Regions from separate parts of the Sus scrofa genome. Here regions 1, 2 and 4 are each linked to region 3. The links are chromatin contacts, called in public Hi-C and HiChIP or PLAC-seq maps. All regions are on one chromosome and are shown on one strand. The core of a region is the stretch at or near the end of the contact, and the rest is flanking DNA. Distances in the headings are between cores, read along the strand shown. Region 1 holds the start of RPL7L1 (ribosomal protein L7 like 1). Region 2 holds the start of MRPS10 (28S ribosomal protein S10, mitochondrial). Region 3 holds the start of UBR2 (E3 ubiquitin-protein ligase UBR2). Region 4 holds the start of TAF8 (transcription initiation factor TFIID subunit 8).

Region 1 (3,647 bases), core at 382-2,881, 280 kb after region 3:
TATTTATCAGGTTCTGGATTCTGCGCATGGCACTGTCTTTCTGGTTGTCTTAGATGCATAGCACATACCAATGTGATGCCTTGAGTTTAGATGGTTAACCAGCCCCTGCAGGTGCCTGTTGTTGTGAGAGGTGCTGTAGAAGATTCAGAGATGTGATGACTTCCCTGCATTCAGAGAACCCTGTCTAATCAGGGAAACAATAAACCAAACAATACAGGATAAAGTCTGTGGTGATGCCTTTAAGTGCTGACTGTCAAACAGTGACATTGCCTTAGACCTTAACATAAATATACATAGACTGTGCTAGACATTTGGCAATGCCTGGAGACAAGAACTTTGTCACCACTAGGATGGAGATGCTACTGGCATGCAGTGGGTAGAAACCTGGGATGCTGCCAAAATATTCTACAACCAACAGGACAAAGAATTATCTGGCCCCAAAAGCCTATAATGCCGAGAAACATTTAAAATTTTTTTTTTTTTTTTGCTTTTTTTTTAAGGCTGAACCTGCAGCATATGGAGGTTCCCAGGCTAGGCATTGAATCAGAGCTACAGCTGCTGGCCTACGCCACAGCCACAGCCACGCCAGCTCCGAGCCACCTCTTTGACCTATACCACAGCTCATAGCAACACCGGGTCCTTAACCCACTGAGTGAGGCCAGGGATCAAACCCACAACCTCATGGTTTCTAGTCGGATTCTTTCCGCTGTGCCACTACAGGAATTCTTAAAAAATAAACATGCTGAAGGAATTCAGAAAAAGGAGAGACTTCTCAAGATACTTGCTAGTCATGAGTTCTCTTGTGGCTCAGCGGGTTAAGGTCCAGTGTTTCACTGCTGTGGCTCAGGTCACTGCTGTGGCACAGGTTTGATCCCTGACTCAGAAACTTCCACATACTGAGGGGGCCGCCAAAAAACAAAGGAAAGAAAGAGAAAGAAAAGAAAAAGAAAAAGCCCTTCTAGTCAAAATGCACTTGAAGCATCCCCATCACTTTGAATCACGTTTAAAATGCAGAATATTGACTCCCCGCCCCTCCTGAATAAAAACGTGATTTTAACAAGATTTTCATGTGACTCCTATGCACATTAATGCTTGAGACACACTGGTCTGGAGGTTTCCATTAAAGACAACACGTGAGTTTTTATTTCTTTCTGAAGAGCAGGAGAGAAGGAAACCTATTCCAGGTGGTGAGAGCTATTATGAGGGAGTTCTGAAATCGTAAGTTGCAATTTCTCGTTTTCGGTACAGCAGGAATAATAATTAACACAGTGTTAACTGCTTACTGGACTTTGTTCTAAGCGCTTTATGTGGAGCAGCTCATATAACTTTCCCAAGGCTATTAGGCAAGATTCGCTATTACGTCCACTTTTTGGGTAAGGGAAACGAAGGGATAGAGGGACCCACTTGATCAGGGACCCACTGACGAAGCCAGGCCGAGGGAATCAGAGATGCCTTTGCCAGCACCCTAAGTCGTCCACACCTCCACCAACACAGAACCAAAGCTGCAGCCCCAAGCTCTCCGCACCAGGTGAAGGATACCGGATCCCGCCAGTCGCCTTCCGGGAGAAGCGCAGCCTAGCGAGCAGAAACCGGAAAATCGTCACCTCACTCCCTACCGGAAGTCGGTGGGAAGCGTTTCCTCGTTTGTGACCAGGCTTCCGGCGATATGAGAATACAGCTGAAATAAAAAGGGATGGTCTTTGAAGATGACCGGGCTCTAAAAAGCTTCTAAGCGGCGCCCAGGAAGCTTTGAGCCACTTTTGATAGGAATCAGGGTTAGCAAAACTTCAGCAGTTCATTGCTGCTAAGAAGGCGCAGGCTACCCGCTCGCCCTGGGGTGAGCTAGAGTAGACATCTCTATGGTCGAGAGACCATAGAGAGGTTCCTTCCCATGCGTGGGGCAACGCCTGAGCAGTAGCAGCTGCGCTGGAAAAATGGCGGAGGAGGAGTGAGTATCAGGGGCTCTGAGATTCTGGGTGGTGCCCTGAGCATCTGGTGCCATCCTCAGTATTTATTTCTCGGTGGCGGAAAATAAGGATCCTTGTGGACTGAAGAGAGACTTAGAAAAGGCTCCAGATTATCGAAGGAGGAGGGAGGAAGTGTTGGGCTGGGGCGGGCGGATGGGGCCTCTGTCAGGTTCGGATTACCTACCTCAAGGGGTGAGGAATGAGTTTGAGGCTGCGGGCTGGAGGGTGGGTTTCCCCAGCCTGACTTAAGTATTATCTCTGCAGCTGGGTCCGCACCCGCCCCAACCCCACGGGGCGGAATCTCATCGCTGGTGGTATCTGTAAAAGGCTATGACAGTAAAAGCTCCATTGACATACGAGGACCAGTGGCTAAGGGGTTCATGGTTCTTGAAAGCTTTTGAGAACTGGAGTCAGAAACGCCAGGTGGCGGGGTGGGAGCGCGGTCCTTAGGAGGTTTTAGACAGTAATGTTTGCGAAGCCCAAGCTGTCGTTTGGAAACGCATTGCAGATTTGTTTCCTAAATACTATCGCTTTTCTCCATTTTCTCTCTCAGGCAAAGAAAAAAGATCCCTTTGGTTCCAGAAAATCTCTTGAAAAAGAGGAAGGCATATCAGGCCCTCAAAGCCACACAGGCGAAGCAAGCGCTTTTGCAAAAGAAAGAGGTAATAGTGGGGAACCAGGTGGAAGGAATGAGAATTTGTGTTCGGTGAGTTTTATCCAGCACATGTTGAACTAATTTGGTACTGACAGTCGGCTTCCCCCATCAGCTGGATGATACATATTTGCTAAACAAAGCAAGTATGTATCAAATGCTTTCTGCAGGCAAAATACTGGAGTAGAGTTTAAGGAAAAAGCCAGTGGAGAGTGTTCCTTCCGGTTCATACCAAGGGATTCGAGAACATGCTTGTGTACCTAAAAGAAAAAAAATTTTCTTTTTTCTTTTTAGGCCGGCAGGTGTGGCACATAGAGGCTCCCAGGCTAGGGTTCAAATTGGAGCTACAGCTGCCGGCCTACACCACAGCCACAGCAACCCCCGATCCCAGCCACATCTGTGACATATACCACAGCTCACCACATCGGGTCCTTCACCCAATGAGTGAGGCCAGGGATCAAACCTGTGTCCTCATGGATACTAGTCAGATTCATTTCTGCTGAGCCACGACAGGAACTCCCAAAAACTTAAAAATTTTACTTACTTTTTTCAACCACATCCATGGCATATGGAAGTTCCTGGGCCAAGATTCCAGTCTGAGCCACAGCTGTGGCATTGCTGGGTCCTTAACCTGCTGTGCCATATTGGGAACTCTAATTTTTTTTTTTTTAATGTACCAGGTTTTTTGGTTTGCGTTTTTTGTTTGTTTTGTTTTTCTTTTTAGGACCACATATATGGAGTATGGAAGTTTCCAGGCCAGAGGTCTAATCAGAGCTGCAGCTGCTGGCCTACACCACAGCTACAACAATGCAGAATACTTAACCCACTGAGTGAGGCCAGGGATTGACCCCACAGCCTCATGGATACTGATCAGGTTCTTAACCCGCTGAGCCACAACAGGACTCTGAAATAGTTTTTGCTATTTGCCAAATGTTTTGGAGAAATACATATTTGGGAGGCATGAGCTTTATGATGCCTTATGTTCCAATAAACGTTGACTGACAGTGTGTAAACTAATTGGTTTTTTG
Region 2 (3,710 bases), core at 104-2,603, 330 kb before region 3:
TTTTCTTAAAAACACTGGTTCTTAAATTCTGGTCCGAGGACATTTTCACTGTGGGCTGGAGAGATTAAACTTACTTCCATAATAATAGTAAGACGTTATTTGCAACTTTGCCATTCTGTCACCAGTGTGCAGTGAAGTTTTCCAGACACTGTGGTATAGCAACAGACTGCAGAAGCTGCTGTGAAACCCCAGCTGTCTTCTATTAAGCCAAAATCAGAGATGTGCAAAAACATCTCTTCTCACTAAATTTGTTTCGGAAAATCTAGTTGTACCCCATACAAAGATTAATTACGTTAACATGTAATGAGTTTATTAGTGTTATTTTAATTTTTTACTTTTCTTTTTAGGGCTGCAGGTGCAGCATACGGAAATTCCCAGGCTAGGGATTGAATGGGAGCTGCAGCTGAGGGCCTACACCACAGCCACAGCAAAGCGGGATCCGAGCCCCGTCTGCGACCTACACTGCAGCTCATGGTAACGCTGGATCCTTAACCCACTGAGCGAAGCCAGGAATCCAACCCGCGTCCTCATGGATGCTAGTAGGGTTCCATACTGCTGCGCCACAATGGGAACTCCCAGCGCTATTTTTAAAGGAAAACGCATTTTAAAGATTCTTGGTTGTAATTTCCAGTAAGCTAAACATTCACAGCTAAAACCCACAAAAATAAAAGCTCTCTGGAGTCCTCAACCATTTTTAGAGTGTAAAGGGGTGCTAAGGCTAACTTGAGAACTGATGCTAAAGGTTTTGTTTCTTTCTCCAAAGAACCGAGCAGAGGTTATCCAACCAACTCCTCTGACTTCAGCGACTCTCATCTAAGTCTCAGAAACCCGGCTATCAGCAAGGTATCTCAGTCTGGTTCCGCGGGAAGCGTCAAAGGTCTCATGCCACCTCATTTCAGAGAGATGAAACTTCCTGCCTGTTCTGAGCCTCGGTTTATTTCGCAAATGTGAAAGGCCGGGTCTGGAACTTTCGCTGTCCTATATTCTTTACAGCTTTGACACTCTGATTCTTCCTGTTGCCCTGACTCATTACGTTTTATCCTATGAAAAGAAACTCGACAAAACATCAGCCCTTTTCTCGCTCCTTCCCTGCAAACAACGGGCTGAGATAAGGAATAAATATCGCGGAGGGCTCCAGATTGGCAGAACGACACGCGACGGCCAGACATAGAGGCAACTGTATCCGTAAGTCCGCCTAATACCCTCAGCGCGCCCGGTACCTGCCAGAGACGCCGGGCCAGCGCCCCAAACGCCGTTCGCGCCGCCATCTTGCCGCCCCAGCTTCCCGGGATCGCTTCCGGGGTCACAGAGCCATCCTCTGACCATAGAGTTCCGCAAAAGGAAAGAGTGTATCCCTGTGTTCCGGCTCAGGAACAACCATAGAGACGTGATCCTACGCTCTCTGAGGGTGGGACTGTGAATACAGCCAGCTTCCTTCCGGTCGCAGCCGGGCCGGTAAAGCTTCAGCTGGTACCTGGAGGGATACTGAATTCCGCCAGCGTTTCCCTCTTCAAATTACGGTTCCTGTTTTGTTGGAGGCAAACATAACAAATACATGCTTGGAAAAAAAGTATATATTGATGTCATGTCAGCTGATATATTGACAATGTTATCTCTGAGTTAGTGGATTAATGGTTGATTTATTTTCCCGTTATGACGCAGCGAAGCGCTTGTGTACCCGTGGCCCGCAGAAAGCCAAAGTGACAGCGGGAGTTCGCTCCAAAGTAAGGATTTATTGCAGGGCGCCAAGCAAGGGAGTGGGAGACAAGCCTTAGATGTACTCCAACTTGGTCTTTGAGTTAGGTGGGTTTTGTTTTGTTTTGTTTTAAGAGGAAGAGCAAAACAGCTGGGATTAGTCATTGTCTTGTGACATTTCTGAATTGTAGAGTCAAGAGTCATGATGTCACTGGTTTAACGATTCCCTGGCCAGGTGGTCCAAAGCTCCTGGTCTCTTAGCTCATTTTGCCCTGGAGGAACGACCTGAGGTTGTACTTAAGTGATGATGTCTGTAATAGCCATAGTCTTGGCAGGTTATCCAGGGGCCCTTCCGGAACCGGATTACGTCTTTCAATTGTGACATTCACAATTGGCTGGTCTCTCTTAGCCAGAGGAGTTTTCCCATAGCTCTGCAACTCTATTGCGGCTTCTTCCAGGGCTCTTCAGCCCGTCTCTGCCTTGAGTAGCTTCAGCTGGGTGACAGTTCTGCAGCTGTCAATGATGGTGACATTACAGCTTGAGAACAATCTTACGTGTGTTATCTAATCTGATCCTCACAAGAATACATACATTTTATCCTAATTTAAAAGGTGAAAAAACCGAAGCCCAGAGTGAAATGACTCAAAGTCATTATGATGAGTTAGTTACAGCTGAACCAATGACCATCATCAAAAATCCTAGTTCCGGAGTTACCATTGTGGCTCAGCAGAAACGAATTGAGCATCCATGAAGATGCAGGTTCGATCCCCGGCCTCGCTCAGTGGGTTAAGGATCCAGCGTTGCCATAAGTTGTGGTGTAGGTCGAAGACACAGCTCGGATCCCACGTTGCTGTGGCTGTGGTGCAGGCCAGCAGCTGTAGCTTCGATTAGACCTCTAGCCTGGGAACCTTCATATGCTGAGTTCGGCCCTAAAAAGAAAGAAAAAAATCCTAGTTCAGTGCCCTTTGCACCCCTCCAGCTGACCTCAGTAAGCTCCAGTCTCTTAAGTCTCTTTTGGATGTGAGGACTAGAGATTCCCCACGTCCCCACTTCCTGCAAGAAAAGGAGTTATTTTATTTATTTATTTTTTTTAACATGTATGTGGCCTGAACTGCTCCTGTAACTGGAAAAGTGGGCTCGGAGCAGCTTTAGGGACTGGATGTCCTCTCCATCCCTAAGGCCAAACATGGTCTCTTTATTGATGGGATTTCTCTGTTTACAGTTTCTGCTCCCTCAGAATTCTGCCTTGCCTGTGGTCACTGCTTGCTGCTTTTGGCTCACCAGCTTTTTCCATTCATGCTCTGAAGTGTGGGAATTGGGTATAGTCCCTTCGTTTTCTTTTCTTTTCTTTCTTTCTTTCTTTTTTTTTTTTTTTTGTCTTTTTAGGGCATATGGAGGTTTCCAAGCTAGGGATCTAATCAGAGCTGTAGCTGCTAGCCTCAATGCCAGATCCGAGCTGCATCTGCAACCTACACCACAGCTCACGGCAACACCAGATCCTTAACCCACTGAGTGAGGCCAGGGATTGAAGCCGAAACCTCATGGTTCCTAGTCGGATTCGTTTCCGCTGAACCGTGGCCGGAACTCCCTAGTCCCCTTATTTTTCAGGCCTAAACCATGTCCCGTGTCACCAAACCAACTATGGACCTAATAGCTTGGGGTCCAGTTAGTTGGCAGCAAGGTGGGAGTCATTGTGAGGAGCAACCCCAGGTTTTGCCAACAGTGGGGCTGTGGACAGGGCCCTTTGGTATGATGTATGGGCATGGACAGTGGGTTTTTGTTTGTTTTTGTTTGGACATGTAAAACTTCTTAGTTTATTAGTATGGAAAGCGTTTTGAAGCCTGGCCAGTCCATTATGGATCTCTTCCCTATGACCTAAACTTTCAAACCTGACCTAATGTAAATGAGCAGATCAAATGATTCTAGAGAGTTGATGCAAGTCCATCTTGCTGTAGATCCAGGAAAAATAAGTGTATACATCAACTATTTCTAAGTTGAATCATATTTTGATTGCA
Region 3 (3,331 bases), core at 81-2,580:
TTTTCCTCCAGGTTGACTCTGACTGGGGAGCGCCTCACTGCAAGGAAGTTGAGCAAAGAAGAAAAGAATGTTTCAAGATCTCTCATTTAATGTCTCTCATTCTCATACATACGCATACTTTTTTTCTGGATAGAATCATAATAGGATATTAAAAATGCTTTTCCTTGGGGAAAGGGACTTGGGGTAAAAGAGGCACAATTTTCATTTTTTTCTTTCAAAATATTTCCCTTCAGTTTGAATTTATAATCCTATACATATATTACTTTTACGTTTTTAAAAATGATAACAAGGGTTATTTGTACTGTGAGATAATGGGTAACTTTTATTAAAAAAATTTAGTTAATATTATACTATTGTTAACAGCAATAACAGCAAACCAAGTCCCATATCTGGATTGGATCAGAACATTTTTTGCCTAATTCACAATTTCTTTATGGGAATAAATTAGCAGTCTCATAAAATGTGCAAGCAATTTTCTGATAAACTCTAAAGGAATCGAAAATTTGTTCTAAGAAACCCACTCACCCATATGCCAGTCAAGAACCTAATTACTTCTACCCAAATGCAATTTTCTTATCTAACAATGATTATCTATTTCTACACAATATCCCTATCAAGAGTAAATCTTTGAATTAGCTTGGTAGACTCCTTCTCCTTTGCAGCAAGATTTGTAATAATTTTTTTTTCCTGAGGCATGCATAAGTTCCTGGGCAGGTATCCAACCCTCACCACAGCTGTGACTAGAGCAGGAACAGCGACAATGATGGGTCCTTTAACCGGTAGGCCACCAGGGAACTCCCAAGATTTGAAATAAATTTTAATGAACGGTCTTAACTAAATCACTTGGAAATACATCCTTTAACAGCGTTTTAAAACGGCATGTTTTCGAGACCTTCAAAAACGTGGAAAATGTACACCTCGGTCACCAATCTAACGGAAAGAGGGGTTGATGGCTGATGGCCATAGAACTATACGAATAGAACTAATTCATTCATTCGACAAGTATTTGAGTTCGCACGTATGCCAGGCTTTCGTATTCGAGTTCTACCACGTGCTAGGTACGGTTCTAGGCTTGCGGGACAGAAATACGAACAAACGGTGTTGGGGGAATAAAACTACGGTACCCCACAGTATCTCGCGCTTCTTCCTCTTCCCGGGTGGGCGCTTCTCGCCACTAATCTCTTCCCATGATTCCAGCCGTGCGGAAAAGCCCCGCCCGCTGGTGTGCCATTTGCCTAGTCTCTTAGGAAGAGATGGACTACAACTCCCATAGTGCCATAGTGGGGCTCCTTGTAAGGGCTCCACCTCTACCCCCCCCAACCCCGGCCCTATGGAGGACGACTACAGTTCCCAGGGTGCTTTGCTTCCTATTTTGGGTGTAATTGCTTCTTTCCTGGTGCCGGACGCGGTAGAAGCGATCAAGAGTGCCAGGCCCGGGGTTCTCTGTGTCCTTCCCCGGGGTAGGGACGAGGCAGTGTCTTGACTTTTGGGCGCAGGGCCCAAGAGGGAGCGCGGGAGGCACCGTCCCTCCTGTACGCCTCACCTCACGCTACTCTCCGTCTTCTCCGACTTCCGCCGCCTGGACGGCTCCCGACCGACCGCCCGGGGCAGAGGTGGAAGTCTCGGACGCGGGGGCTGTGGCGAGGCCGCGGCCCTCGGAGCGGAGATAGCAGCGTCAGCGCTGGGGAAGCGCAGGAAGGAAGATGGCGTCGGAGCTGGAGCCCGAGGTGCAGGCCATCGACCGGAGTTTGCTGGAATGTTCGGCTGAGGAGACCGCGGGGGTGAGTGCCGGGACCCGGGCGGAGACGTCCGGCTGTCGCAGGCCGCGCCCCGGGGGAGGAACCGACTCCTGGAAATCCGGGAGCTGCCGGGCCCGGACTTGGGGTGACGACCGCGCCGGCTTCTCGGTTCTCGCCCTGTGGGTAACGGCCCAGGGAGGCCCCAGATTCTGCTCCTGTCCTTCTGTCTTTATCCACAAATAGCCCGCAAGTCTGCTGGATGCACAGCCACCTTCACGTTCCTTTTCGCGCTTCCATTATTTCTCCCAGGAAGTCCCTAACCCAGGGCCTTTGCCTTTTATGCCAACTCTTGGAAGATAGGAGGGAGAGACGCTTCCTGGTGCTTGGGGTACTTTATCCCTTCTGCTTCCTTTTCCTGAGATAAGCTGAGCCTTGCCTCCTCCTCTGAAACCTGCTACCTCACTTTGTTTCTGGGACCGCTCTAGGCACCGAAGGATGCAAACGATATCGTTCTTCCTCTTTACCCTGTTTTGTGCGTTTTTGCACCTGTTTGGTCAGTCGACAGCGTTGATGAATGTGCAGAAAGTAGTGTCTTGACACGTTTACTGAGATTGAGAAAGTAGTGGTGGAGACTGGGAGATTAAAAATAATTTTTCCAGGAGTTGGGGGTAGTTGGGTGGATAAACGAACATTATATAACTTTGAGAGAACAACTCTTAGTAAATGGATGCTAATAATGTGAAGTTTGGTCATGGTATAGTGGGGGCAGTTATGCCCCAAACTTAAAGCATTCAGACCCAGTATTGTACTGAAACTGTAATATGAATATGCTTGTATAAGTAGCAGAGTTGTAAAATAATTAACAAAACTTTATGGCATCTTTCCTTAAGAACACGGAACACCTATTAGAACAGATCGTTCGGAATGATTAAGAATGGACCCAAACAGCTGAGGCCCCACCTCTAAGGCCTTGGATTTAAAAAGCTGCTAGGAAGGGAGTGACCTTTGAACACAAGTCAACAATCTGAATGTTAGGAACAAAATTTCAGTGGTGTTCTGTAGTGAGTTATTTCGGGGTGAATTGATGACAGTAAAGTTGTAGTGGAAATAAATCACAGGAATAGAGGTGAAACATTTGAAGAAATACATTGTTGAATGATGAGTCTTTGTTTTTTTGTTTGTTTTTTAGTCTAGATGTGTTTTCATTTACTTTCTGCTTAATATTGCAACAATCCAAGGATTTTCCCCACCTGCCTTTCATTTATAAAGAGACTTGAAAAAGAAAATGAAAGTAAATAGTAAAATGGTAATGACAGTTACTGCCTATCCATGTCATCCTGTCAGTACCCATATTGACATCTAATCTCCTCAAAAAAAATTTTTTTTTTACTCCTACGGAGTTTTGTTGACCGAGCGATACAGGTTATGCACTCTAGTTTCCAAATTCTGCAAGTGCAAACTATTAAGTAATTAGAGCCTCTCCAATTTGTTGTGGTTCCTGAGGAAGCTAGTTTAAAACCGCTGCTGGAGACCAACACTCCTAGTCCTTGTGCAGTGAAATTCTCACGCAGGTATAGTAGAGGAAATTAAGG
Region 4 (3,345 bases), core at 346-2,845, 470 kb before region 3:
CCCCCTACTGCCTCCCACCCCATCTCTGAATTATGAAGAAGGACGACAGACAGCCCAGTGAAGTCACTAGGCTTCCAGATCAGTTTGAAGAGGGCCTGTGTGGACACAGAGAAAGTTCAGAGCTTTGGGGGAGCTCTCTGCCTTTCAGCCTCTGCAACTCAGAGAGAAAGTGAACCGAGCTTTGAGAGACATCGAGGAGGCTGATCAGGTCGCCACCTCCGACTCCCCGCCCAGGTGTCCCGCCTCAGCTCGAAGGCCCCAGCGAAGCGGGGAGATGCTGACACCCATCTATCTTGGCTTCTCCAGCCTTCAAGCCTACCTCCTCGGCAGGTGAGCCCCCCGGAGCACTGGCCGTGGCCGCAGACACTCTCCCGCCGCCGCCTCTGGTTTCTGTCTTTGGCGAGGTGGGGGGTCGCCACCTCCAGCCGCGGGGAGGGGCGTGCACCCCTCCCCCAGACGCCCAAACAGAACCAGTCTCCACCGCCGCAGGCGCGGCGTGTTTACAAAGTCGGCGCCGCGCCGCCAATCCCGAGTTTAAAGCTGGGCAGGAAGTGGGGAAGGGGGGGCGGAGGAGACAAAGGGGCTGGGTGCTCTGCTCAACTCAGGTTTGGGGCCCGATTTCTCCGGGTGGCTCACCCCGCGCAGCGACCCCGACCGTCAGACCTGCCCCCTGTGCCCCAGGTGAGGGGACCGGGCGCCCCCCACGCTCAGGTGCGCGCGGCGGGGCAGGCGTGGCGCAGGTTTCCCCGACTTCTGCATGTGAGCGTTTTCTGCTCATCCACTCGCCACGCAAGAAATAAATAACATTAGGCGCTGCTTCTTGACCTCTTACTCTCAGTCTGCACAGTGATAAACTCTGTGTATATTAGCTTATTCCCTCCCCCGCGGCTACCCATCCCACCCTAATTTCACGAAAGAGGAAACTGAGGCAAAGTGAGGTTAGGTAATTTGCCCGAAGTCCCACAGCTGGCGAGTGCTGAGATTCAAACCCAGCCTCTGCGAGCTGCCGGGCACCCGCAAACGGAGACAGACGAGGCGCGGTGCATGAAGGACCCCCATCCAGAGGGGCTGACCCGCGAGTGAACCGCAGAAAACCACAGGCACTACGTAGACTCCACGGCCTGGGAGTGAGGCAGGCACCGGACAGCCTCCTACCGCCGACGCCTCCCGGCTCGCCCCAAAAATACCTGAGGGTTAATTGAGGGCGAGAAGGCAGCCGGATGCAGTGGCACACCTGGATTACGTGACTGCTGGCTCTCGTTCCAAGTGGGCCATTGGCTGGCTCTGGGTCCGTCAGCACAAAACAAAGCTTCCCCAAATATCCAGGCTCAGGAGACTCACTTGGAGAACTTAAGAATACAGATGCCCAAGACCCCTCCTCCAGAGAGTAAAGTCACGGGGATCCGCCGGACCTAGCCAGGTGTGGCTAACAATCAGGCAAGTTTGGAGCGTTCCAGGGATGTGCTTTTTATGAAAAACGATTTCGTTTTTAAATAGGTGTGAAACCGAGGGCTCATTTTCCTAGCCACTTCCGGGGCTCGCTGAACCCACCGTTCACAGGTCACGTGAACCGGGATAACCAGACTCACCCCCGACCCGGCTGGGCCCCACAAAGCCCAACGGGGCGCGCGGCCCCGCCCCCTCGCGGTTCCTCCCCGCCGGGTGACTACAAGTCCCATCCTGCCGTGCGCTCGCGCACATTACGCCAGAGCAAGATGGCCGACGCGGCGGCCACTGCCGGGGCCGGGGCCTCCGGAACGGTAAGGGCGGGAGGCGCGGGGCGGAAGCCCAGAGAGCCTGGGGATTCTGTAATGTCCCCCTAGCCTTGGCAACATGTTCACACCCAGAAATAGGGCCCCACCACATGCTCTGAGTGGAGGAAGGTCTTTCAGGCCGTATATGCCCCCCTCCTCCTCCTCGAGACTTGGCGGCGGCCTCGGGAGTTGGTGGACCTGTGTACTGATTGGCTCATTCTCTGTTGGGGGTTGGGAACCCGGAACACCTCCTGATTGGTCCAGTGGGGCTCTTTTCGCCTTCTTATTGGCCCGCCAAAGTTGGGAGGGATTCCTGTTTCAAAATATTTAGCTTTTTAATTTGTCGATGTTCTTATCATTTGCCCTCCTCTACTCAGCAGCATGTGTTGTTTGTTGTTTTAATTTTCCTCGTTAATGGTGTGGAGATGGGAGGGACAAAAGAGAGATTACTTTTTTTCTAGGAGATGGACCAATGAATTCAATTCTATCCTGCATGTTTCTTCAGCTATATATTCAGATAATCCAAAATAGAAAGTAGGAAACGGCCATTTTGTACTATTGTAATTGATAAGTTTTACCTAGGCAGAAAGGCTGTTTTCGAATTTAGAGCCACTTGGGTGCTCAGTTATTTGGCGAAGAGCTGTAAGTCTAAACATCAGGAGCTACCACACTGATACATAAAGATTTAGCAAAAGAACCTTTGTTTGCCATTGACAATATGTGAACTACATGACTGCATCCTCGTCCTGAGGATGAAAGTATTCTCTTTCTGGGCTGCTGATTTACAGAGATCAGGAAGTAAACAGTCCACTAACCCTGCTGATAACTACCATCTGGCCCGGAGGCGAACTCTGCAAGTGGTTGTGAGCTCCCTGTTAACAGAGGCAGGGTTTGAGAGCGCTGAGAAAGCATCTGTGGAAACACTGACAGAGATGCTGCAGAGCTGTAAGTACCAGGAAACAAGGGGCCTTCTGAGTCAACCAAACATCTGTGCTCTGTCTTGAGAGAGTATTAGGATTTAAGAAAAAGAAGAACCTAGTGGAGTTCCCCTTGTGACGCAGTGGTTAACGAATCTGACTAGGAACCATGACGTTTCGGGTTCGATCCCTGGCCTTGCTCAGTGGGTTAAGGATCCGGCGTTGCTGTGAGCTGTGGTGTAGGTCGCAGACGCGGCTTGGATCCCGTGTTGCTGTGGCTCTGGTGTAGGCCGGTGGCTACAGCTCTGATTAGACCCCTAGCCTGGGAACCTCCATATGCCACAGGAACAGCCCTAGAAAAGGCAAAAAGACAAAAACAAAAAGAAGAACCTAGCAAAGTGATCTATAGGCTCTAGAATCTTTAGACCTCGGTGTAAGTCATCACTCTGCCACTTAATAGCTTGGGTAAGCCATCAACCATAAACCTCCTGAACCTCAATATCCTCATTTATGCAGTGGGATAATTTGCACCTCACAGAGTTGTGAATATGAATGAGATGTATACGTAAAACGGTCAAAGCTGGGAACATTGTCAGCTCTTGATGACCTGTAGGTGCTGCTATTACACTGTTCCCTCTGCTCAAAGAACTCACAATTTTGTTGAAGAATCAGGA

What was found. A called contact is a pair of places that touch in the nucleus more often than the background predicts. HiChIP or PLAC-seq counts read pairs in DNA pulled down with a chosen protein or histone mark.
Region 1: a contact with region 3 is called in a Hi-C map of liver, with 3 times the contacts expected there. The contact joins the promoter of RPL7L1 here to the promoter of UBR2 in region 3. A contact is called at or near these places in 6 of 47 Hi-C or Micro-C datasets (embryonic fibroblasts, heart right ventricle, liver and 1 more) and 2 of 2 datasets of contacts at active chromatin or transcription factors (alveolar macrophages and skeletal muscle).
Region 2: an H3K27ac HiChIP or PLAC-seq map of alveolar macrophages shows a contact between it and region 3. The contact joins the promoter of MRPS10 here to the promoter of UBR2 in region 3. A contact is called at or near these places in 3 of 5 promoter capture datasets (fetal liver, fetal skeletal muscle and liver), 3 of 47 Hi-C or Micro-C datasets (embryonic fibroblasts, heart right ventricle and liver) and 2 of 2 datasets of contacts at active chromatin or transcription factors (alveolar macrophages and skeletal muscle).
Region 4: an H3K27ac HiChIP or PLAC-seq map of alveolar macrophages shows a contact between it and region 3. The contact joins the promoter of TAF8 here to the promoter of UBR2 in region 3. A contact is called at or near these places in 1 of 5 promoter capture datasets (liver), 1 of 47 Hi-C or Micro-C datasets (heart right ventricle) and 1 of 2 datasets of contacts at active chromatin or transcription factors (alveolar macrophages).

Annotation. Positions count from the first base shown.
Region 1 is chr7:37,938,918-37,942,564 of Sscrofa11.1, forward strand. It overlaps RPL7L1 (ribosomal protein L7 like 1), which reads left to right and starts at 1,632. Exons shown (of 7, transcript NM_001123192.1): 1 at 1,632-1,948; 2 at 2,521-2,629. The coding sequence starts at 1,935.
Region 2 is chr7:37,327,893-37,331,602 of Sscrofa11.1, forward strand. MRPS10 (28S ribosomal protein S10, mitochondrial) reads right to left here and starts at 1,354. Exons shown (of 7, transcript XM_005665997.3): 1 at 1,221-1,354. The coding sequence starts at 1,268.
Region 3 is chr7:37,654,478-37,657,808 of Sscrofa11.1, forward strand. It overlaps UBR2 (E3 ubiquitin-protein ligase UBR2), which reads left to right and starts at 1,331. Exons shown (of 47, transcript XM_021098699.1): 1 at 1,331-1,781. The coding sequence starts at 1,704.
Region 4 is chr7:37,180,844-37,184,188 of Sscrofa11.1, forward strand. TAF8 (transcription initiation factor TFIID subunit 8) reads left to right here and starts at 1,596. Exons shown (of 9, transcript XR_002345722.1): 1 at 1,596-1,760; 2 at 2,543-2,699. It also overlaps a transcript of CCND3 not described here.